3 separate regions of the Zea mays genome follow, and all the other regions are linked to region 1. A link is a contact called in public Hi-C data. All regions are on one chromosome and are shown on one strand. The core of a region is the stretch at or near the end of the contact, and the rest is flanking DNA. Distances in the headings are between cores, read along the strand shown. Region 1 holds the start of LOC100275538. Region 2 holds the start of LOC103627315 (RING/U-box superfamily protein). Region 3 holds the start of LOC103627314 (putative HLH DNA-binding domain superfamily protein).

What was found. Hi-C and Micro-C count contacts between places; a contact is called where the count stands out from the background.
Region 2: a contact with region 1 is called in a Hi-C map of tassel, with 5 times the contacts expected there. The contact joins the promoter of LOC103627315 here to the promoter of LOC100275538 in region 1. A contact is called at or near these places in 4 of 25 Hi-C or Micro-C datasets (bundle sheath, ear, leaf and 1 more).
Region 3: a Hi-C map of bundle sheath shows a contact between it and region 1, with 5 times the contacts expected there. The contact joins the promoter of LOC103627314 here to the promoter of LOC100275538 in region 1. A contact is called at or near these places in 4 of 25 Hi-C or Micro-C datasets (bundle sheath, ear, leaf and 1 more).

The regions. Positions count from the first base shown.
Region 1 is chr5:177,942,574-177,946,584 of Zm-B73-REFERENCE-NAM-5.0, forward strand. LOC100275538 reads right to left here and starts at 1,893. Exons shown (of 2, transcript NM_001149594.2): 1 at 725-1,893; 2 at 1-640. The coding sequence starts at 1,792. It overlaps LOC100272516 (Cyclic pyranopterin monophosphate synthase mitochondrial), which reads right to left. Exons shown (of 7, transcript NM_001146985.1): 7 at 3,349-3,728.
Region 2 is chr5:178,319,647-178,323,657 of Zm-B73-REFERENCE-NAM-5.0, forward strand. It overlaps LOC103627315 (RING/U-box superfamily protein), which reads left to right and starts at 2,370. Exons shown (of 4, transcript XM_008647621.4): 1 at 2,370-2,860; 2 at 3,002-4,011. The coding sequence starts at 2,837.
Region 3 is chr5:178,271,311-178,275,321 of Zm-B73-REFERENCE-NAM-5.0, forward strand. It overlaps LOC103627314 (putative HLH DNA-binding domain superfamily protein), which reads right to left and starts at 2,085. Exons shown (of 9, transcript XM_008647619.3): 1 at 1,650-2,085; 2 at 497-1,153; 3 at 338-418; 4 at 49-123. The coding sequence starts at 1,721.

The DNA.
Region 1 (4,011 bases), core at 643-3,142:
AGCCGCGCAATTCCGACGTTGGCCGCAGCGAGTACTCGTCTCCCCAGAGCAGTCGTCCTCCATTCCTGCTCCGTTCACCATCCGCGCTGCTGCCATCATCTCCGCTCGTCGTATTGATTGGTTTCGCGTTTGCCCGTAGCCGTCTTGCCACTCTATCATCGCCTCGCCTGAATCTCCCACCCATGTCATCATCTCTGCCACCATTGCTGCTCCTAGCTCGATTCATTCTTCTCGGCTTCCATTTTGGTGCCTCCAAACCCTCCGCAAAGCCATTGCTGCTGTTTGCGCGCGGGTCACCGTCACCGCTCAGGTACTTGAACAGCTTCTCCCCGCCGTTGGCATTAGCACTGTAGTTGTGTTTCGATCTTCCTCTAAGACTATCGCTTCCGTTCATCTTACTTCTGGCTCCCCGTCTTGGTTCCGGTTCCTTCCCTCTTGCACTGCCTGACTCTGAATCAAACCCACCACCATCACTCACCCTATCCTTTCTAGGAGCATTCCACCGGCCGGCACCATTCCTCGTGTCATCTCTGTTCCTCGTTCCCCATTTCGGCTCGGAGCGCGCGCGGGTCACCTCAGATTCAGACAACGAACCAGCACCTGTTCGGCCCCTCTGTCTGACATGGCTGCGCGCCGTGGCCTTCGAGCCAGGGGTCGCCTCAGATTCAGACAACGAACCAGCACCTGTTCGGCCCCTCTGTCTGACATGGCTGCCCGCCGTGGCCTTCGAGCCAGTCCGTCTTCCACTCGAACCTCTGCCATTGTCGCTGCTGGCAGCCGTTGCACCGGCAGCTCCCCATCTTGCTGCACCGTTGCTCCTTCCATTTCTCCTAACCATGGCTCGCTGCTCACGCCAAGAACCCGCATCTACCATGCCCTCTGATTCAGGAGTTGCAGCGTCATTTCCGCTGCCGGCAGCCATTGCACCTGCAGATTCCCATCTTGCTGCACCGTTGCTCCTTCCATTTCTCCTTACCATGGCTCGTTGCTCACGCCAAGAACCGGCATCTCCCATGCCCTCTGATTCAGGAGTAGCAGCAGCTTCGTCGTCATCGTCTTCCGAGGTCCAGTCACCGGCGTCGCTGACATCGGCGTCGCCGAGTGCATCCACCGGCTCCCATGTTCCATCATCCCTTTCCGTGAGTTCAACCGCAGGCTCGCGATCGGTCGCAATGCTACTGTGCGCGCCATCCTCCGCGGCATTCTCACGAACACCCTGCGCGCTCGCCTCTACGCCGGCGCCGACGAGCGCGTAGGGCTGGATGCTGTGGAAGGCGTTCCTGGGGAAGAACCTGGCGGAGGCGGCGCCTGTGGCCGGGGACGCGAAGACGCGGGGCCCGTCGCGGTCGTTCCACAGGTCCACGCCGCCGGGGCGGTGGAAGCGGTCCGCGAGCGCCCTGAGCTGGTCCTCGGCCGCGACGGAGAGCAGAGTGGGAGCCACGGCGGACGCGCCGGCGGAGGAGCCCGCGTCCCAGGGCCGCTCGAGGTGCGCCACGGCGTCGCGGAGCTCGACGCGCTTGCGCATCTCGTAGAGCTGGCGCTCGCGGGCCAGACGCGCCTTGAGGAGCTGCCGCGCCTTCTTGGCCTGCATACGCTTCCACTGCCACTTGGACACGCCGCCGGGGAAGGTGCGCGGCCCGCCGCCCATGCGGATGGCGAGGTCGCCGCGGCGGAGCGGGGGAAGGACGCCGCCAGGGGGGAGGAAGTGGGACGGAAGGAGGAGGTAGTGTGACGATAGGGAGCGGAGAGAGCACAACGGCGGCGCCGGTGCCGACTGGGCGGGGACCAGCATGGCGGTGGACCAGCGGTGGCGCGCGCCTCCGGCCACGAGGTATATCGCCGTGCCTCACTTCCTTGTGTGTGGCTTGCGCCTAGCGGCGGGTGTCGATCCGTGTCCTATCCTATTGCTGTCTGCAGCCTATACAACCAAGATCTGGAACGGGCTTACGGATACTGTCCGCTGCTGAACCCGTTTGCCGCTAGGTCACCCCGTCCTGCCGTCTAGAGAGTCCATATCCAGACTCGACGACACGGGGCATCAATAATCTGGGCGCAGGATTTTACGATTCAGCTGGAATATACAGGAGCTAAAATCCATTTGTATCTAAATTTAGATATTTCACATTTGATAACGTGTATGTACCTAAATACTTAAATCGAATACTCAATTGGTCCTAAAATATAATTCGTTTTAAACTATAATACATTTATTAATTAACCTATAAATACATTTATTAATTAACTTTTAAATATAATTTATAGGTATGTCTATATTTATTATTATTTAATCGAATATGGATAAAGAAGACTAAAAAACTATATTTTAGAACCAAGGGGCATTTATAATGTCAGTAGTCATTCGTATCATAGCAGATAACATATGTATTTAGATTTAAATTAGAATATAAATATAAAATAATGATAGCTTTTCTAAAGTCTTATCTAGATACAGAAGACTATTTTCCATCATCTATATATATATTTTGAGTTTTGTTTAAACAATGATATAAAGTACAAAAATAATTAGAAGTGACTATCTCTTCTAATTTATTTTTATTCTTTAGATATTTTAGGGTATGAGAAATATGTATGTATACAAATCTAGAACAAAACACATTCTTAATATGGGTTTTTTATTGTGCAGAGGACGAGATATAAAGAACAATGTTAAAGAGAAATGAAGTATGGAAGAACTGCATCTAAAAATACATTCTTGATATAGATATGTCTTTTAACATGTAGACGACACATTTGAAAATGAATGGGATATAGAGAAATAATTCTTTTAAAAAATGATATAAATGACCAATATACTAGATAAAAGCATATATATGCTTTGTTGAGATGTCAATATTAAAGGGCATATAATTAAATTGGGTTTAATACTAAATCAGCCATAGTATTGAAATGAAATGTAATTCCAATTCTATTGTTTGGATATAGCTAAATTGGAGTTTGAAATTATACGGTCTAATTCTATGCAATACAAAGCGGTGTGATACTCGGTATTGGGAAAGAGAGTTTTTAGTTATGGTCCAATTCCAAAGAATTTGATCTATAATTCCAAATCTCAATTCCATGTGCAACCAAACAACGGAAAGCTGATTTCAATTTTCAATTATATACTTCAGTATCGACATCTAAACGGGCTAATAGAGAATACAGCTAGAGACCTTAGTTTTAGAAATTTCAGACCATTCCATCCGTATCCCTGTCATTTACTCAATACTGCTCTGATTTACTGTCAGCCGATTTGGTTCTTCTATTGCTTTGTTTCCAAATTAGCTGTGTGCAGCTCGGTGTAGGCTAAAGATTATCTCCATTATCTGAATTCTGAAATGCTCATTTCTAAAACGGAAACGAGGATGTGCGATTGATCTCAAGGTAGCAGTTTAATTCACAAACGGTGAGATCTCAAAAGAGAGCTTACACAACGTGACATTATGAGCATACAACATACAAGTACACAACCAAAACACCTTGGCACGCGAAGACTGAGTGAGTTTCTGTGACACTGTTCATTTGTTCAAGTATACGGATCTAAATTGTATGACTGCAGTGACCAATACACTCCACTTCCTCCTCTAATGTTTAAACCACTCGGAAAGAGTTTGGTCCATTGCATCAGAGAACTTTTTCATGGTCGTTCAGGTAAAACCAGGCAGCAACCCAGCAGTTGGCAAATCCATTTTATTGGCTCATATTCGACATGAGGAAATTCTGCACACCTGATTCCAAATAAGAGAGATGCACGTGAATTGAATGCTGAACACATTTGATCACCAGATTCCAAAACGATATCTTAAACAGCAGTAAAAATCCATGGGATGTTTAAACTCAGCAGTGATCTCATGAAATGGTTTGCAATTTTTTTCCTCATTAGAAGTTAGAACATAAAAGGGACCGACTACTGAAGTTTGAGAACCACCAAACTGGGCGTGCAACAAGGCAACTATAGAAGGTGCCATGCGATAAATCATCTCAAATATCAATCTTGTCATGTCCGTGAAC
Region 2 (4,011 bases), core at 1,120-3,619, 380 kb after region 1:
TGTACGGGACAGACGAGACCTGCATTTGCGGGTGCAATCCAAACCAATTCCAGCGGTTTTGCCTGCATCCGCAGAGACGCGGCCTAGGTACGTATCTGACAGGCCATGCTACAGCAAGCCAGGCACTGGACGCGCAGGAAACCAATCGTGTGGAATATTTTAGGTAGTGTTTGGTTGAGGAGCCAAGTAGAACGGAGCCGTTCCATCCCTGATTCTAGGAACGGAGCCGCTCTGTTCTGTGTTTGGTAATCTGGAACGGAGCAGTTCTGTTTTTTGTTTGGTTGCAGAGTGAATGGAACGGAGCGTGACTGTGAGAGCGGAACTGGAACGGAGCGGCTCCGTTCGGTTGATTTTTTGGAGCGGAATGGTTCCGGATCTGAGAAGAATATTCCCTAATTGGAGTCATTCCGTTCTAGTTACTTTGTAACCAAACAGCAACAAAACTGGGACAGAACGGCTCCATTCTACTTGGCTCTTGAACCAAACAATACTAGTAGGGGGAATTAGCAGTGGCATGCAAAAAAACTAGAAGCTCCAGGGCGACGATGGGGCCAATCCTCACCTTTATTAGCTAATCATCACGTTAATAATACTCCCTCCGTTCAAGGGCTAGTTTGAAAACTTAAATTCTCTCTGAGATTCCTAAGGATTGAATGAAAATTTAGCTTATTTTCTCTCTCAATTTTTGAAAATCTTATAAAGGATTTAAGTTTCCAAACTAGCTTTAAAATTAAATACTGGCTTCGCCCTGATCGAGAAGCTCCCATGAGGGGACGACCGGAGGATGCATGCTCTTGGATCCGCCACATGAGGATTCACTGGGTGCAGCAGAAGATATTCATTTTTCAGTATCTGGAAGCTTGCGACTGTACCTTCCATGATTCATTCCGTTGCTTCTAGTTCTAGGAGACAGCTTGTTCCGTGGTTGGGCCCGGTTTGAGCATTCGTGGTGTTGAGGTGGGCCTGGACCAGGCCGGTATTGGATACCCACTCACTCTAGATAATTGTTTTCTAGCTTAGACTATCCCCACAACTTACTCATATTCATATTCAAATTCAAATTCAAATATACGAATAGTGTAATCTACAATACAAAACAATGTTTTTAGTGACCATATGCACGATCTCAAAGTCGCTAAACCCATACCGTGAATGTCCTTCCCCCTCCACAAAATATCACAAAGTCTTTCAAGGGGCGCATAGAGAGCAACCTCGTCAGATGGGAAAAGAATGGACGGAGGAGGATAACCTTCTTAGCTAATTTCCACATTCGTTTTTTTTTTGTTTGCCGACTGAATTTTCTCTTCTCCAGAAGCAGTCCCAAAATAATTTTGGTTGCGAAGTAAACGAGAGAAAAAAAGAGCAGGCCCAGGCAGAGAGTGAACTGTCATTGTGAGATGGTAGTTGCAGTTAGCTAGTCAATCACGTCCGTGTCGTCGTGGTCTCGCTCAACAGTCGCGTCGCGTGCCAAGCCAAAGCCAAAGCAAACCAACTTGCTGTCGAAATGAGCACACCACCAGCTTCTCTATCGGTCGTTTCATCATCGATCATGTCCTGCACTGCAGGACTGCACCCCTCACCTTCCGATCGCTGGGCGATCCTGCCTGCGTCTCCCTATCCACCCTTTAATTGCATTGCAGCTATTTCACCTCCATCGCTACCAAATAGCAACGGTTAACCAAACTTGATTTTTTTTTCTTTTCTTCTTCCCTTGACAACACCATCTGTTGTTGCCGCGTGGTTTGTTATTAAGGTATAATAGTTAACCCACCTTTTCAATGGAAATCAAACCTAGATCTACCTACCAAATACCATCTATCTATAAAGTGGCAGTGGCAGTACCGTGCCGTGCGTACCGTGGATTTATTAATTTTGGATTGGATTGGATTAATTGGAAAGCAAATGCAAGCATGCAGCAGCACCATTGGCTGCCAATTGAGCCGTGTTAAATAGACCGTGATTAAGCACGCCACGACCCATAATGCTTTGACACAGTACATACACGATTTATATAGTGCCAATGCTAACACGACATGGTATAGCGCTCGTGTTTGGGTAGCCACCCCGACAAGATGGGCTGGCACGAGCATATCATGATTAGATACGGCTTAGACCAGCTGGTGTCATAGATATGATTGTGATGTGTGTATGTGATTGTGAATTGTGATTTGTTATGACTTCAAACATAATAAATTCACTTTTTTTAAGCTCCTAAAATGAAATAGTGCCTATCATATAGTATCGGCACAACACGGTGTCGACACGAGTACTAATCGTGCATAATAGTTTTGTGTCTAATAATATTAATGGCAGTGATATGTCGTGTGGCCTATTTAGCCATCTGTAGATGTGATATGGATTGGCTGGGTAGCAATCATCAGAAGGAGAGCCCTCGACCATAGAACGGTTTGTCTTTTTTTTCCTTGTTCAATTACTATCGAAATAAAATTCTCTCTTTTTCTATGGATTTAACTTGTAACAGCGAAGAGAAGGAGAGCCTCTCCACCCTAGAAAATTTCTTCTTTTTTCTTCTTGATTATAATCGATACTAGATTCTTTCTTTCACAGAGACGACTGACTTGACTCTAAAAAACATTGTCAATCTAAACTTATTTCTTTTTAAACATATCAAATCAATCTAATCAAATCTGACCAGGACACCAGGCACTGTTCACGCGCGACCCTGCCGCGTGGGGCCCTGGCCGGGCTCCCCTGCCATAACAAACAGGATGCGAGGTTTTTCTTCAATTCGTCGCAAGTGCTCACTGCGCGTGCTCGAGCTCGCCACACACACACACACGGCTACCTCCTCCAGCTCCGGGTCGCGTCGCGCGCCATGGCTCTTCCTAAACATTCACAGGTACACTTTGGGTGGGTGGGTGGGTGCTTCCATCGTTCCTTCTTGATCCAACTCTCTCCATGTTCACTAGAGCTTTAATTTGATCTCGACCCATCCATCAGGCTAGTTAGCTTACTGATTCGATCTGTGTTGCGCGCGCAGGGGGCGGGGGCAGAGGTGGCGGCGGACGGCTCCACCTCCACCTCCACTTCGCCCGTGGAAGACGATGGCGGCACATTAGATGATCTGGGACAGGGGCAGCGGCAGGGCCATCACGAAGAAGACAACGACGACGACCATCACTTCTCCTCGTCCTCGTCCACCGGGAATAAGCATAAGCAGACGAGCTGCCTCCTGCCAGCACGCAGCCTGAGATCAACAGATGAAGCAAGCCATAGCCAGCAAGCAGACTGCGGGGTCCGTTCGCTATCCTTCTCCAAGATCTTGAGCTTCAGAATGTGGGCGCCCGGCGGCTCCAGCTCCCCCACCTGCTTGGAGGATTACATTGCTGGTCAGCATCAACTAGAGCACGATGATGATGAGGCCGACAAGCTGATGAAGCAGGTATGTCGGTCGCAGTCCGTGCCAGCTACGAGCGTGGCCAGGCGGCGATCCAGCGGCACCACCGCAAAAGGGAAAGGGTCGAGGAGAGTGGCAGACTCCAGCTCCCTCAGGCGCCTCAGAGTGGTGCCACTGCGTGTTCCTCTTCCTCCTCCTCCACCTCTCCAAGATGAGGCCGCAAGGGGCACCGCCGATGCTATTGCTACTACCGTTACCACCGGAGAAGAGGAAGAAGATCAAGACATCGCGGCTGAGGAGGCGGTGTGCCGCATCTGCATGGTAGCCCTGTCGGAGGAGGCGGTGTTCAAGCTGGAGTGCTGCTGCAAGGGCGAGCTGGCCTTGGCGCACAGGGCGTGCGCCATCAAGTGGTTCAGCATCAAGGGCAACGGCAGCTGCGACGTGTGCAGCCAAGAGGTGCTCAACCTTCCAGTCACCCTGCGACGCCTCCCGGACCATCCGTCCGTCATTCAGGCGGCGGCGGCTCTGGCACAGGCACAGGCGCAGGCGCAGGCTCAGGGCACTCAAGCTGACGGTGGTGGTGGCGATCCTACCGCAACCACCAACACCACCAGATACAGGGTGTGGCACGGCACGCCAATCCTCATCATCGT
Region 3 (4,011 bases), core at 835-3,334, 330 kb after region 1:
CCACCAAGGGGGGTCTAGTCTAAACAGCAACCACAGAACGTCAGAAACCTGTTCAGGATTACGCGTTGCATCAAACGACGAGAGCTGCTGCCCAGAGTTCAGGTGACGCAGACCGCTGAGTTCCTGCAGGGGTCGCGATCAGGTTAGGCGAACAAGCGCGTCACTCACGGTACACTCTCAGCCTGTGCCGACACCGTCAGCTTACTGTACACCTTTTATTCAGATGGTAGTGCTGCTGTCCAAGTCCAATAACCACCGTGCTTCTGTTCCGTCATTACATATGGCAGACGGGCGAGCAAAAAAGACAAGCAGAAGAGAGCAGGCGTCTGATTCTGACCTTTTGGCTGAGCTGCAGATCGCCAAAGTCAAGGCCAGGAGCGAACGACAGCATCTTTCCAGTGTTGAACTCAACGTCATCCTGCAAGCATATCGTATGAGCAGAGAAACACGAGACGTGATTGAGCGGGGAAAAAAAAACAATCTCAAGGTCCACCACCTCTACATGTAGCCGCGCATTGCCTATCTGTGGATACTTGTTCACGTCCGCGACACAGGAGGATCCACGGACGAGATCGTTGTCGCTAACCGCGCCGAAACCGAAGCTCCGCGAAGTCTCTTCCCCGGCCAGCGACGAGATCCGCGGGAACGCGGAAGGCCACGACGCGGGCTGCTCTCCCAGGACTAGGAACCGCGGCGGCGGCGGCAGGCCGGACTGCTCGCTCCCGCCGCTGCTGTCGTTGGAGGAGCTGCACACCACCGGCGCGCTGTCGGCGAGCGATACCGCGCAGGGCGCGCTCAGGACCGGGCCCAGCATGCCGGCCACCAGCGCGCTGTTCACCTCGAAGCCGAGGCCCTCCTCCTGGGTCACGGTCACGTCGTCGCCCGGCAGGTGCGCGCTCAGGAACTGCTGGTGCAGCTCCAAGGGCGGCACGAGCGCCGTGGAGGAGCCGTCTTGGAGGTGAAAGCCTGCGCCTTGGCCTGGTGCAGCCTGAGCTCCCAGGTACGCGTACGTCCCTGCAGGGTCGGCGAGGGAAGTGGCGCCGGCGCCGGCGCATGGCCAGGATGAGCCGATGAACATGGCGTCCTGCGGCCATGCCTGTTCCGGGACGAAGGGGTCCACGAACCCGTCCATCTTGCTGGCTTGTGGGGGTGCCTGTAAAAAAAGAAGAAGAAGAAATTGTGGTCGTGGAACAGACTTTGAAGGTTCAGGAATTCAGATGGCTCGTGTCAGCGAGATAACACAACGGTGGCTCCTGTGAGTGAGGAGAGGGAGGCAGAAGGCCAAATGGCCAGTCATGCAGGCGGCAGCCACTTCTACAACGGATAGATCAGGTGTCTGTAAAATGCAAGCGCTGCGGAACATGTGGCCTGATATGGTCAACCAGCACATCGGAAGGGACTAAAGAAAAGCTGAAAACTCTGCTGGTTTTCCCTGATCCGACTGACAACCGCATTTAGAACTGGATGGTCTGGTCGCCCTTCCCCTCCCCTCCCCTGAGAAAAATCTCTGAGATCCCCACCACTACTCTCTACTAAGCTTTGTAATAACTCAAACCGATGATCTGAACAAAGTACTGCTGCGTAAAGAAAATGACGGAATTCAAGGAGCCGTCAACAAGACAGTGAAGATGGACGACGGAATCACTCACTGAATCAGTGCAAGGAGAAACAGAGTCGAGAAAGCAGTGCTCCCAGCTGCATCGCGCGCACGAGCAGAACATCACCGCGTCGCCTCCGGAAGCAACTCGATCCACGGCACAGGATAGACAGAGCAATTCGGAAAGAGTCCAGCGGCGGCGGCGGCGGCGGGGACGAACGAAGGAAGCAGTCGCCGGAACTGATGGCCGGCTGGGGAGGAAGAAGCGAGGGCGAGATCAAAGAGCAGGGAGAGGAGGTGGAGGAGGGAGCTCACCAGTTGACGGAGACGAGGGGGGGAAGACAACCGCTTCAGCTCCCGGTCCTGGCTCCGCTTTCCGCTGGGGATCGGAACGGACGAGGGGGAGAGGCGCGGTTTTGTTTCTTGTGCCTGCCTGCGTGCGTGTGTGTATCTTTGTGCGCGTCAGTAGTACGTGCCTTCGCTTCGCGTGACAAGTGTGGGCAGGCAGGTGGTGGTTATATACTCGCCCCCCCGCCCAGGAGGTCCCCGGCTAGTTTTTCCTCCTTCTGAAAATACGGTACTGACGATGATGGGGGCCATGATGACCACCGTGAATCCGTGATCACGAACGGTTACTGCTCAATCACATTAGTTTTGTAACAACAAATTTAGTTCATGCAAAGTAATGTCCATGGAGTTATTGTCTCATTATGTGTGCGTGGGATTAGCCCTTCCTATCGCTCCTTCATTTTATTTGCATCGGTATTCATCATATCTCTAGTCTCATCTCTTATTTTAAATTTCATTCTACGAGGGAGCTATAAAAAATGGATTTGGGCTCTTTTTAACTCATACTTTTTTTTTCTTTCGGCTAAGATAAATTGTAGTATTTGTTTTATCAGGGTAAATATCTGATGTATGGACCATATATTTACTTTGATATTAAAATTTTTATAGGTATCAAATATGATTGTGTGTCGTCGCAGCGCACACGCATTGTACTAGTTATTTTTTATTCTTCAGCCGCACGAGCTGTTCTGTCGGATAGAGCTCAAGTTATTTTGGTGAAGTATCCAGTCCAGTGGAGTTCATAAAAACGTACTCCAATAGAATCTCACTAGTGTATGGGGCGCGCCCTTGGGCGCGCTTGAGCTAGTTTGTAAGTCTTTTTTGAATGACAGTAGATATATTTGTTGTAATAAATTGTATCATTAACTTGTGCTAAAAGTAATGGAAGCATCACCTGTTTGAACTTTTTAAAGTTGGATGTATAGTTCATTTTAATCAATGATAGATATATCAATTCTAACATTCTCACATGAAAAAAGTTGTTTTAAGCAACTATGGATCATTAGCTGCAGCTTACATACTAGAACAATCAGAAATTGTTAAACGATGATGCCTTAATAGGAAAAAAACATATGATTTTCAGTCGCAAGGCCTTACATTCTAAGCATGTCAACACATGTCAAAATGGACATCATTTTTCTTACCTGTATTTCTGCCTGTAGTTGTTGAACTTATAGGTTCTTCAGACCATAACACTGAGTAAATATGTTGTTCAACTTGTGTAAGTGTTTGTTCAGTTTGAGGATACGTGCAGTAGTGTCTGGCTAAAGCAAGACTAATGTTGCATTCATTTGTGTATTCACCGCTTACTGACACGCGGGGGAAATTGAGCTCCAACTGAGATCCCTCAATGCAACAAACAAAAGTTACGGGCTGGAACCTGAAAAGAAGCACTACAATTGTGTTGTTGATTTGTTAGACAAAGCTGTTAAGTTTAGGATCATAATAAGTCACTAAACCAATAGAATTTAAATAAACCTTCCCTCTTCTAACTTAATTTACGGAGCTGAAACGGTTCGTCATATCTGTGATCAGTTAGATTTAGAATCTGAAGTGGAGCTAAACTATTAACTGAGTAATCTCGGAAGGAGCACTTACTGGAAGGGAGACATTTACATCGGGGCCTTGCTATGATGCAGTATCCATCAGAGGAGAACATAAGGTTTGTTCATCTTATTTCTTTTGCGCTACTTCTTTGTGGGAAGTCCGTATGTGATCTGTGTGCACAGGTCATGATAAAATGCCTGCAACATTTAACATTCAAAAATCTAGGACACGCTGATGAGTTTCAGTCCAATCAAGTATTCTAAAAAAATCCTGTCCGAAACAAACTAAAATATATGTGGCCGCTACAGGTTGAATAGTGCCCAATTTAATATTGTGTCAAATTTGTATTTCAATATTATTTTTGGTGGCAAGAATGTATCACAGTTCTAGTTTTATGTGTACTTATAGCATTTGGATTAGCTCCATAGTCTAGAAAAAGCTTGACACATTGTTCGTCGCACGTCTGGAAGCAGCTATATGCTGAAAATAATGAAATGAGCACTTAAATTTCTTGCTTG